2 separate regions of the Ovis aries genome follow, and region 2 is linked to region 1. A link is a contact called in public Hi-C data. All regions are on one chromosome and are shown on one strand. The core of a region is the stretch at or near the end of the contact, and the rest is flanking DNA. Distances in the headings are between cores, read along the strand shown.

Region 1 (4,721 bases), core at 745-3,244:
AGTAGACGAGCAGGAAGACCACGGTGCACAGCGCCGGGCCAGTGGTCTCGTAGCGCACGTGCTGCTCCACGGCGCCCAGCTCCTCATACTCGCCGCGCCCACCCGGGCCCCCGGCGCCGGCTCCCGCCGCACCCGCGCCTGCCGCCGCGCCCCCCGCGCCCCCGGCCCCGCCAGCAGTCCCAGCGCCGCCGCTGCACGCCACCTTCTCGTGGCCCGCCACCAGGCGCACCAGGTAGCCGACAGACACGAAAAGGTAGCAGGCCGAGAGGAATATGATGGGCCGCTCCGGGTACTTGAAGCGCTCCATGTCGATGAGGAAGGTGGAGACGGTGGCGAAGGTGGACACGAAGCATAGTACAGACCACAGGCCTATCCAGAAGACGGTGAAGGCGCGCTCGTCCTGGCTGAAGAACGGGTTGTGGCAAGGCAACGCGCAGTTGGCGATCTGGCCCGTCTTGACGCGGTTGTAGAGAGGGTGCCGCTCGCTGGACACGCTCACCATGGGCGCGCGGCACTGGCATCCCGGCTCGCAGGGCGCCGCGCCGCCGCCAGGGGGCCGCGCCTTCCCGCCGCCGCCACCGCCGCCACCGCCGCCGCCGCGCGCAGGGGGCGCAGCCGCGTCCCCGCCGCCGCCCCTGCCGCGGGACGGGGGCCGGGCCCCGGGTGGGCGGCCGTGGCCGCTGCCGGAGGGCGGCTGCTCACCGGGGGGCGGCGGCGGGGGGCGGCGCGGCGGGCTGGGCGCGGCCGTGGTGAGGTCGGTGCGGTTGTAGTCCATGCACAGCGTGTCGGGGTTGCCCTGCTCGGGCAGCCGGTCGCAGCGCATGCGGTCAGGCCAGGCGAAGCCGTACTGGCGCATGAGGGGCGCGCAGCCGGCCTTGGCGCGCTCGCACACCGAGCGGCAGGGAGGCAGGGGCTTCTTGTAGTCCTCTAGGCAGATGGGCGTGTACATGCTGCACAGGAAGAACTTGAGGTCGGGCGAGCACTGGATCTCCACCAGCGGCCAGAACTGGTGCACCTCCAGGCCCGCCTCGTCCTGCGTGTCGTGGTTGAACTGGTTGGGCATATAGGTGTAGTTGTAGCCGATGCCCTTGCACAGCGGCACGGTGATCTCCTGGCACGCCAGTTCCTTGGCTGAGGCGGCCGCCGCACCGCTCGAGCGCTGCAGCAGCGCCAGGGCGGCCAGCAAAGAGGTCACTTCCAACAGGTAACCCCACTCCATGCTGCGCGCCTCGGCCCCTCGCCTTCGCCCTCCGGGCGGCGCGCGGAGGGGCGCCAGGGGCTCCTGCGAGAGCGCCGGGCTCTCTCCTGCCTCTCTCGGGAGGGGTTCTGCCAATAGCCTAGTCCCTTATCGGGATGCTTCCTCTCGGCGCTGCGGGAGACGAGGGTGGCCGCCGAAGGGCACCGTGGTCCCAGCGTCTGCCCCGCTCACTCCCGCCGGGCTCAGCCCTCGCGGGACAGAGCGGCCAGCCCCCAGCTCATCTCTCCCTCCCTCGGTCTCTTTCTCCGCGCGCGCCGGTGACTCTGCCGGGCACTGAGGGCGGAGGCGCAGCAAGTTTCTTCTCGGGCCGCGGTGCGCAGTCAAGATGGCTGGGCCAGGCCGCTCAGAGCCGGGTCAGCCCCTGCAGCCCCCTTTCGGCGTCCCGGGGCTCATGCTCGCCCCCAGGGCCGCGCGGCTGCTGCCGGGGTTAGAGGCCCGCCTCCACCGAGGCCACGGCCCTCAGTCCCCGGCGTCCGTCCGTCGGTCAGCAGCCGGGATGACGGGCCCCGCCTCCGGTGGAAGTCGCGCTCCTGCCGGCACTGGGGCAAGGTGTCGGTGGTCCCCTTCTCGCTGAACTCACGGAGGCAAATCCAGGCCGGAAGGCGGAGCAGACACCTGAGCGGCGCGCCCGCGCCCCGCCACCGCCGCCGCCGCCGCCGCCGCCGCCGCCGCCGCCGCCACCGCCACCTCCTCGGCGGGAGCAGTGTCCCTCGCCAACTTCCCGCTCCGGCCCCGCTACGCCCAGGCCGGCTCATGAATATTTATACGGCGCGGACTCGGTCTCCGCCCGCGGCCGGCGCGCCAATCCCGGGCTCGGGGCGGAGTCTGCGCGCTCCCCAGGCCCCGCCTTCCTGGGGCGGACCCGGCTGTCCCCTCGGCTGTGCGAGCTGTCTGCGGCTGGAGTTTGGATAACCTTGGGGTTGACCGCAGAGACGGGTTTTGCCACGATCGTCCCCGAGGCGCCCTGTGGGGCTGAGGTCGGGGTTCCTTCACCCCGAGTCTGCGCTTGGGAACTGAGGGATTCTTTATACAGCGCGCTTTCAGAGGCCAGTTTCGAACTAGTCAAGCCCCTGCTTCCTACGCTCCCCGAATGTGGGCAACCTGCTGGCGAGGGGACTCCGCGCCCCTCAGCCAGCCGACGCGTGCGCGGGGGCTTTGCGGGGGAACGGGGAAGCGGTGCCCTTCTTGGGATTGTCAGAACGATGGTCTTGGAAGCTTGGCGATGTGAGAGGAGTGCCATGACTGCAGTTTATTTCTAGATGATGGGGCTGGACAGGGGACAGCCGGGGAAGAGGTACCCGGGAGCGCAAGGGCGCGGGCGCGAGAGGCGTGTGCACCCGGGCGGGCGGGAAGAAAGGGGTCTCCTCTTGCCTCAGCTGAGGGACGTGAGGCAGCGTCAGTTTCTTTACCTGCAGAGTGGGGTTCAGATCTCAAAGGGGGTTCTGCTAATTAGGCTAGATAAGATATATAAAGCATCCGGACATATTTAAAGCGCTCCCTTAAGAGATATAATTCCCTTTCTTCTTTAAAAAAGAAAAATAGAAAGGGAGAAAGAAAAACTTATAGGACAGACTGGAAACTCTGTGGCTGGATTCTCCCTCTTAGCCTCGCGCTTTTGGAACGTATGTGCGTCTCTCCAAAGTTGACATGTTTTTGCCAGAGCCTCCTCCTCCCGGTGGGAGGCGGCGCCGGGCCCTGGCGCGAACGCGCGGACACGTCTCCGCGGTGTTCCCGGGGCCGAGCGGCTGGGGACGCGGCCAAGGAGCGAGGCCCCCGCCAGCTCGTAGCTACCTTAGACGGGGAGGGGCCCGAGGGGCGGGAGGCCTGGCAGGTTCATTTACGCTTGTTAGGACGTCCCAGGGGGTTGTCTTTCTCCGAGAATGGAGTGTTTATTTTTTAATTGATGTGCTGTTTCATTTAGCGCTTGTATGGAACTCACGCTGGGGCTGTAATTACTGTAATCTCGGGAACAAGCATTTCAGTTAGCCAGGAGGGTGGCAGCAGACGTCTGTCTCTCTCTCTCCTCCTTTTCCTCTCGCCTCTCCCTTCTCCCTCTCCGGCTAGAAAACTAAAGTTATTGAGGATACGGGGACGATAGGATACGGATACGAAGGAGAGGTAGAGCTAAAAGCTCGTTTGAGGCCAGGCCTTTTTTATTGGGTTGGGAGTGAGGGGAGGAGGATGCGGTGGTGGTGGTAGTTGGTAATTATCTGTTTACAAACAACTCTTGTCGTGAAACAAAAATAACTAGCAGCATCTGTGTATGGCAGGACCCTATGTCTCTTCTGTTCTCTCTAGCTTAGTTTAGCAACCGCATTCTAATTAGAAAGATAGAATCTCCCACCCCCCCCACCCCAGCCCCACCCCTAATTTTTGGCAAGTTCGGTATTTTCACCAAGAATTCTAGGCAGAGCCACTAGGCTGTAGTCAAAACCCCATTGTCTTTTTTCTTTTAAACTGGTCTGTTTAGAATCTCTTTATTATACCAAAACAAAACACTTCCTTCGCATTTTTTGTTTTAGAAAAGCTAAACTGCATAGGAATCAGAAATTCTGAGGCTTCAGAAAGATTGGCTGATTCAGCAGAAAATGATCTCGAGTTTTCAAAAATGCAAAGACTCAACTGTTACTTGGTCTTTTAAAAATGAATTTCGTTCCTTTCTCCTGATGGGAATTCCCTTTGTGGCATGTGGAACACAGAATGTCACCTCTCTCCTGCTGGAATCCTGTTCAGTGATAGCCATGCTCCAGAACATTCAGCTGCAGAGAAACAGCAGGTGACACCTGGAGATAGGATGCTAAAGCACAGTAGTAAGGCAACCCCCAGCCCGTCCCCCCGCCCCCCCAGCCCCGTCCCCCCGCCCCCCCCCCAGCCCCGTCCCCCCTCCCGCCCCGCCCCCGCCAGTTTAAGGAACAGCCTGGGCCCTGCCTGTCCCTGACCACAGATAGGAGGCGCTTGCTTCCAAAAGCAACACAGAGAGTTTCTTATGATTTTCTTCAGCAGGAAATGTCAAATAGTGGAGTTTAGAATTACACTATATAAATTTACTTGAATTGGGTAAAAACAAACTGACATTTGAAAGTTGAAGCTGCAAATAGTTGATTTTGGCTTTTAATTGGCATTAAAAAATTTTTTTTCCTTTTGAGACAAGATGAAAGCTCTGATGATGTGGAATGTGGAAATTTGGGGAAAATATATTAAGCTTGCTGGAGAAAAGCAGACAAAAAGTTCAGAGCTTTCAAAAATCATTTATCAGCTATTGAGTGTGAGATTAAACCCATTTACATAAAATCATTAAATGCTTACTTTTAATTGAGAGAATAGAAGAATAGCATTTAAATTTTACTATTAAATTAAATGGCTAGTTGGCAATCTTTAAGAGCACAAGAGGCTTAGAAAGCCAATTAGTGTATAAAAGGCAATGACGGGTCAGCAAAAAGAAACTAGGATCATTTATCAACAT
Region 2 (4,978 bases), core at 1,860-4,359, 190 kb after region 1:
ATTCAGTAGACATTGCTCTACATTCTGGGGACAAAGCAACCCGAACCATTGATGGGCATCATCTCTCAGTGTTAGGAGCTCCAGGCTGGAATTCCTTGTTTAATGAGAAAATGGTCTTGAATGGGGGAAAAGAGGACTGTGAAGGGGCTTATTGGGTTGGCCAAAAAGTTTGTTTGAATTTTCTGTGACACGTTGCTGGAAAACCCAACTGAACTTTTTGGCCAACCCGATACATTGCTCACCAGGGCCAGGTGGAGAGAAAAGACTGGGAAGAGAAGGAGTCTTATCTACCAAGAAGAGCTGTCAGCTCAGATATTTTCGGAGGCTGGAAAACGGCAGTGATGGGAGGCTCTCGGTAAGACTTCTCCCACCAACAATAGACAGCATCCTGTGTCCATTAGAGAAGCAGGCAAGGAACCCAACTAGAGAGTAATTTATACCTGATTCATAGTCACAGCCTTTATGAAGAGAGTTTAATAAGAATGGCTTGGAGAAGGTGGGACCGTGGTTACAGGCTGTAACCCTGAGATAATGCTGCAGATACCTTGTTGACAGTGGGTAACTCTGTTGACTTGAGCCCAGGGTCAAGCCTGTTGCTCTCGTTTCAGAGCACAGTGATTCTGACTTACAAGAGCTGCCTTTACCTCGCAATTATATAAGCTATTCTCTTTAATTGTTCCTTGACTTGGGTGAACCTAATTTCTGACCAAAAAACTGAAAAAATACCCAGCTAAATTCAGGCAAAGATCTACCTTTTAACATTTTGCAGCTGCCCCTTTGTTTTCTCAGACTCTCTAGAATTTGGTAGTCGTGTCCAGCAGAGGAAATTCACTATCGGCTTGAATGACAGACAGTCTCCCTTAGTCTCCGTTTGGGTTTGTAGTTGATTCATGACCTCATGCATAGGGAAATCCTTTCTCAATCTATCAAGTCACTGCAGACTTTTCTCACAGCAAACTGAAGGCAGCAGAGCTATCGGATTCCGTTGGTTTTTCACAGAGATTTCCAGCAAGTGGCTTGCATTTTCTCACCAGATCTATCTTCACACCTGGGTTGGTTTAGAAATTGTTTTCTCAGGCCATGATCAGACGATCGCTATGATCCCATGAGCAGATGCTCACGGTGATGACCCCACGAGCTGACGTCTTCTGGTTCTCCCCTTTAGCTCCGGGATGCCACCTCCTAGTATTCTCAGAACCCCCCACTCCTGCATTCCTCGCTCAGCCCTCATCCTTTGCAAGCAGCAGAATTAGGGGAAACAAAAATAACTCCTTCATCAGGAAAAAGGGGTCTTAAACTGAAGGGACATGGGTGAAGGGGAAGAGGACAAAGACCCTCGAGGCAGCAGAAACTTTAGGCTCTGGGGTGAACCACTTGGAGGAAATAGATGCTCAGAGTCAAAGATCTAATACAATGCAGGAAAGCAAGTAACTCCAATTCCTGGCTTTCCCATTCCCTCCTTTTACATTTTTCTTCTCTCTCTCTTCCTCCCTTTCCCACTTGTTAAATGCATTTGATGTTCACAAGGTCTCCGAGAAGAGTATGTGTAATTTTCTTTTTGTCTGCGCTCTGCAAGCAGAGGTCCAGTGATGCATTTTTGTCAGCATTTTCCTTCTCTGCACAAGTTGAGCATCTGTCATCCTGTCATTTACTCATGGATTCATTTGTGCATTTCAGATACTAGGCACATACTTTGTTCCAGTTCTAGTGCTTTAAAACAGTGCGAGCTAGTATTTACTCTTCTACTAGCAGGCCCTATGCTAATAGGCTGAATACATTCACTGAAAGGTCCTGATAGCTTATTCCTCCCTGTTTTCCAGATGCAATTTGGGGTTTAAGGGACATAAATAACTCGTCCTCAGGCAGCAGAGCCTGGCTTTGCACACAGCAGCTTGATGACAGACTCGAGCTGTGATCTGTGTTTCCTCTTTCTAGGCCACTGGTTCTCAAATGTTAGCTCCACTGAAATGACCAGAAGGGCTTTTTTAAGCACAATTTTCTGGGCCCCACTCCTAAAGTCTCTGATTCTTAAGGCTGATAATTTGCATTTCTAACAAGTTCCCCGATGGTATTAGCGAGGCCCCTATATTGAGAAATGCAGATATAGTCCTCGCGTGTGTCCCCATCCCAGTGGTTCCAGTTGCTTTAGGAAAGATGAAATGTGAGATTGCTACCAATTTGCAGCTGGCTTGTACTGTACCCATCAGTAAAAGAGCCAGGAGGCCACAGTGCTGCTTCTCCTGTACTGAATCTGTATCTGTGATAGCATCTCAGTTTTTAGTCTTCCCTCAGTGCTTCAGAGGAGGAAGCTGTTTTGAATTGAGGTGCTTGTTGTTCCCAGTGGCCGGCTGAAGACAATATTTCCTGTAACTCGGGATGTCCCAGTGTGCGGGAGTGGAAGGCTTACAAACAATATCACACAGAGTCCTCCCCCAAGTCATTTCTGCTCAATCTACTGGGTCAGAGTCTAACTAATCTGGAGCACCATTCTGAATTTTGAAAGCAGATAGTAAAAACAGCAGCTGTACCAAGACTGTTTATTTATTTAATCCCTCATGTAAACACAGTGACAATGATGGATCATCACTTGGCTCGTCAACATGACCGAGCTCCAGCAGGGACCTTGTCCTCATGTGAGCCCACTGGCCTTTTCCTGTGTCTGCAAACAGTGGCAAAGAGGAAACAGAAGGGAACTATGAGTGAGGAAATGGTGTTGAGTTGCAAAACATGGATAAAACAATCGGTGCTACAATTCCCAGGATAAACAGGACCCTGCCGGGTTGCGGAGGTCCAAATCCTAGCAGGACAGTTCCGGTCTCTGGCACCGAGGTTATGCCCTTTTTGCAGCCTTGGACTTGTCGTGCCCCTGAGGAAACTATTTACAGTTTTGCACAGTGGGACAGTTTTATGAGCCAGCCCACTCACTTTTATGAGGGTCCCCAGGGTAAAGCAGTCCTACAATCTTACACCAGCGCACCGACATCAGCTCAGTACAAACAATATAAAGTAGGCCATCCAGGCCTGTAAAACAGGCACTGCCAAGCGGTTGTGATTTAAGTTCAGTTCAGCGGTGACCTGGCTCATTACGATAAGATAGAGGAATGAATAGAGCCTACACAGAGAGAAAGAGCAAGTGAGTGGGAAATAAATAATTCACTGGGCTCCTTCCAGAGGCTGTAAGTTGAAGGGACTGAAATCCTGATATCCAAAAAGGACCCAAACTCCATCTCTAGGATGGTCTTTCAAACGACTTTTCAGATTTGTTGGCTGAAGGAAATGACACCACCTTCCACCAAATATTTGGTCAGCACTCCATCGCCAACGCAAGAAGTCTTTCAGGTCTTAATATGGCTTTCTGTGATAAACCAACTTTTCCCCAGTGAAACTGTCGAGCACTGAGGTCTCTGGCTGTGCTTGTATTTACAAATGAGTGTGCTAAGCTTTGACTTCATAAGAAGACAGGGTTAATTATGAACCAGACTATGGATCTGAAATTTATCAGCAGGCTAAGTAGCTGGTGACTGCCCCAATCAGAGTCAGCTTCCAGGAAATGAAACGGGACTTATTTACATTTAGAGTGATGCCCAGCTTCTTAATCACCTCAAAGCATTTAAAAATTAACTTTCCTCCTAGCAGCTTGAGAGGCATAATGAACTCTGGGAGGGCGTTGGCTACTCTGGTTCCCTTCTCCTCTGGAGCACCCTATTCCTTACTTCAGTCGGTGTTCTTCGCCTGTGTCTTTTTGTTAAAGCTTGGAAACTTTCTTTCTGTTTATTTGTTAAGTCTCCCGATAAAGCAGTTTTCTACAACCTTACCAGAATTGCAAATGATCATTGGGATAGCTGAGTGTGTGGGGTACAATAAGAGATGGGAATCATTCTGCTGAACTTCCTTTTATATAGAATGTTTCAGCTAAATAGGTCAGTTACCAAAAGATTATTATGGATTACATGTGCTGGACAAGAGGGGTGACCCAACACCCCAAGAACTTCTCACATGGCCATGTGGTTCCTTTTAATTTTTATCATTTTTGCTTTTGTAAAAGATTCGTTGTACATCTGTTTTTAAAATTTTTTTAAATTTTATCTTAGTGTATAGTTGACTACAATGTTGTGTTAGTTTCAGGCACACAGCAAAGTGATTCAGTCATGCATATATCCATTCATTTTCAGATACTTTTCCCATGTAGGTTGTCACAGAATATTGAGTAGAGTCCCCTGTGCTATACAGTATGTGCTTATTGAGTATTTTATATATAGTAGGGTATATATGTTAATCCCAAACTCCTAATTTATCCCTCCCTCTCCTTTTCCTCTTTGGTAACCTTAAGTTTGTTTCTGAAGCCTGTGAGTCTGTTTTTTAGATAAATCCATTTGTATCAAGACCCCAGGCATTTCTCACATGGCCACGTGGTCCCTTTTAAATGAACACTAGACTAGTATTGACTGAATAAATTGTGGGTTAGAAGTAACTAGTCAACAACAATGACCAGAATAGCTAGATTGAGAGATGCCTGTATAAATGGCCATTTCCGCCACATTTTAGTTTAACACAATCTACAATTCAACCTAAAATTTTTATGATTTAGACCTGCAGTCTCTATTTCATAGTTTTGAAATCAACAGAGGAAGTTATGATTTGCTGGTGAAATGTGAGTGATGGTAATACATCCCTGGCCCTCCTCAAAGGAGCTGTTGGAAAGATTCCCAAGATTTTTGTCAGTTTAGAGGGGCTGTGCAAACATAAGATATTTTAATATTCCAGTATTCACTTCCATTATTTAATATATTAGAATCTTTATCCACTGTTTTGAGTTTTAAAAACTGAAACTGTATAAAATATCATCCTTTTCAAATCATTATTTCTCCTTTTTATGCAATAATCTGAAATGCAGAAACCTTATTTTAAAGAAAACTTTTGTTTTCTAGAATATGTTAACAACAACAAAAAATTGGATCTAAATGAGGCATGATCAGAG

The links. A called contact is a pair of places that touch in the nucleus more often than the background predicts.
Region 2: a Hi-C map of liver shows a contact between it and region 1, with 2.9 times the contacts expected there. The contact joins the enhancer-like site here to the promoter of FZD8 in region 1. A contact is called at or near these places in 2 of 16 Hi-C or Micro-C datasets (liver and mixed tissues).

The regions. Positions count from the first base shown.
Region 1 is chr13:26,153,105-26,157,825 of ARS-UI_Ramb_v3.0, forward strand. It overlaps FZD8 (frizzled class receptor 8), which reads right to left and starts at 1,995. Exons shown (of 1, transcript XM_027976634.2): 1 at 1-1,995. The coding sequence starts at 1,219.
Region 2 is chr13:26,341,077-26,346,054 of ARS-UI_Ramb_v3.0, forward strand. No RefSeq gene overlaps it. Among named protein-coding and RNA genes, the nearest start is that of FZD8, 190 kb to the left of the region's middle. Within about 2 kb of position 3,110, at least 9 of the 54 cell types and tissues checked have an H3K27ac peak or open chromatin away from gene starts, as enhancers often do. A contact at or near this core is called in liver, where this site is marked.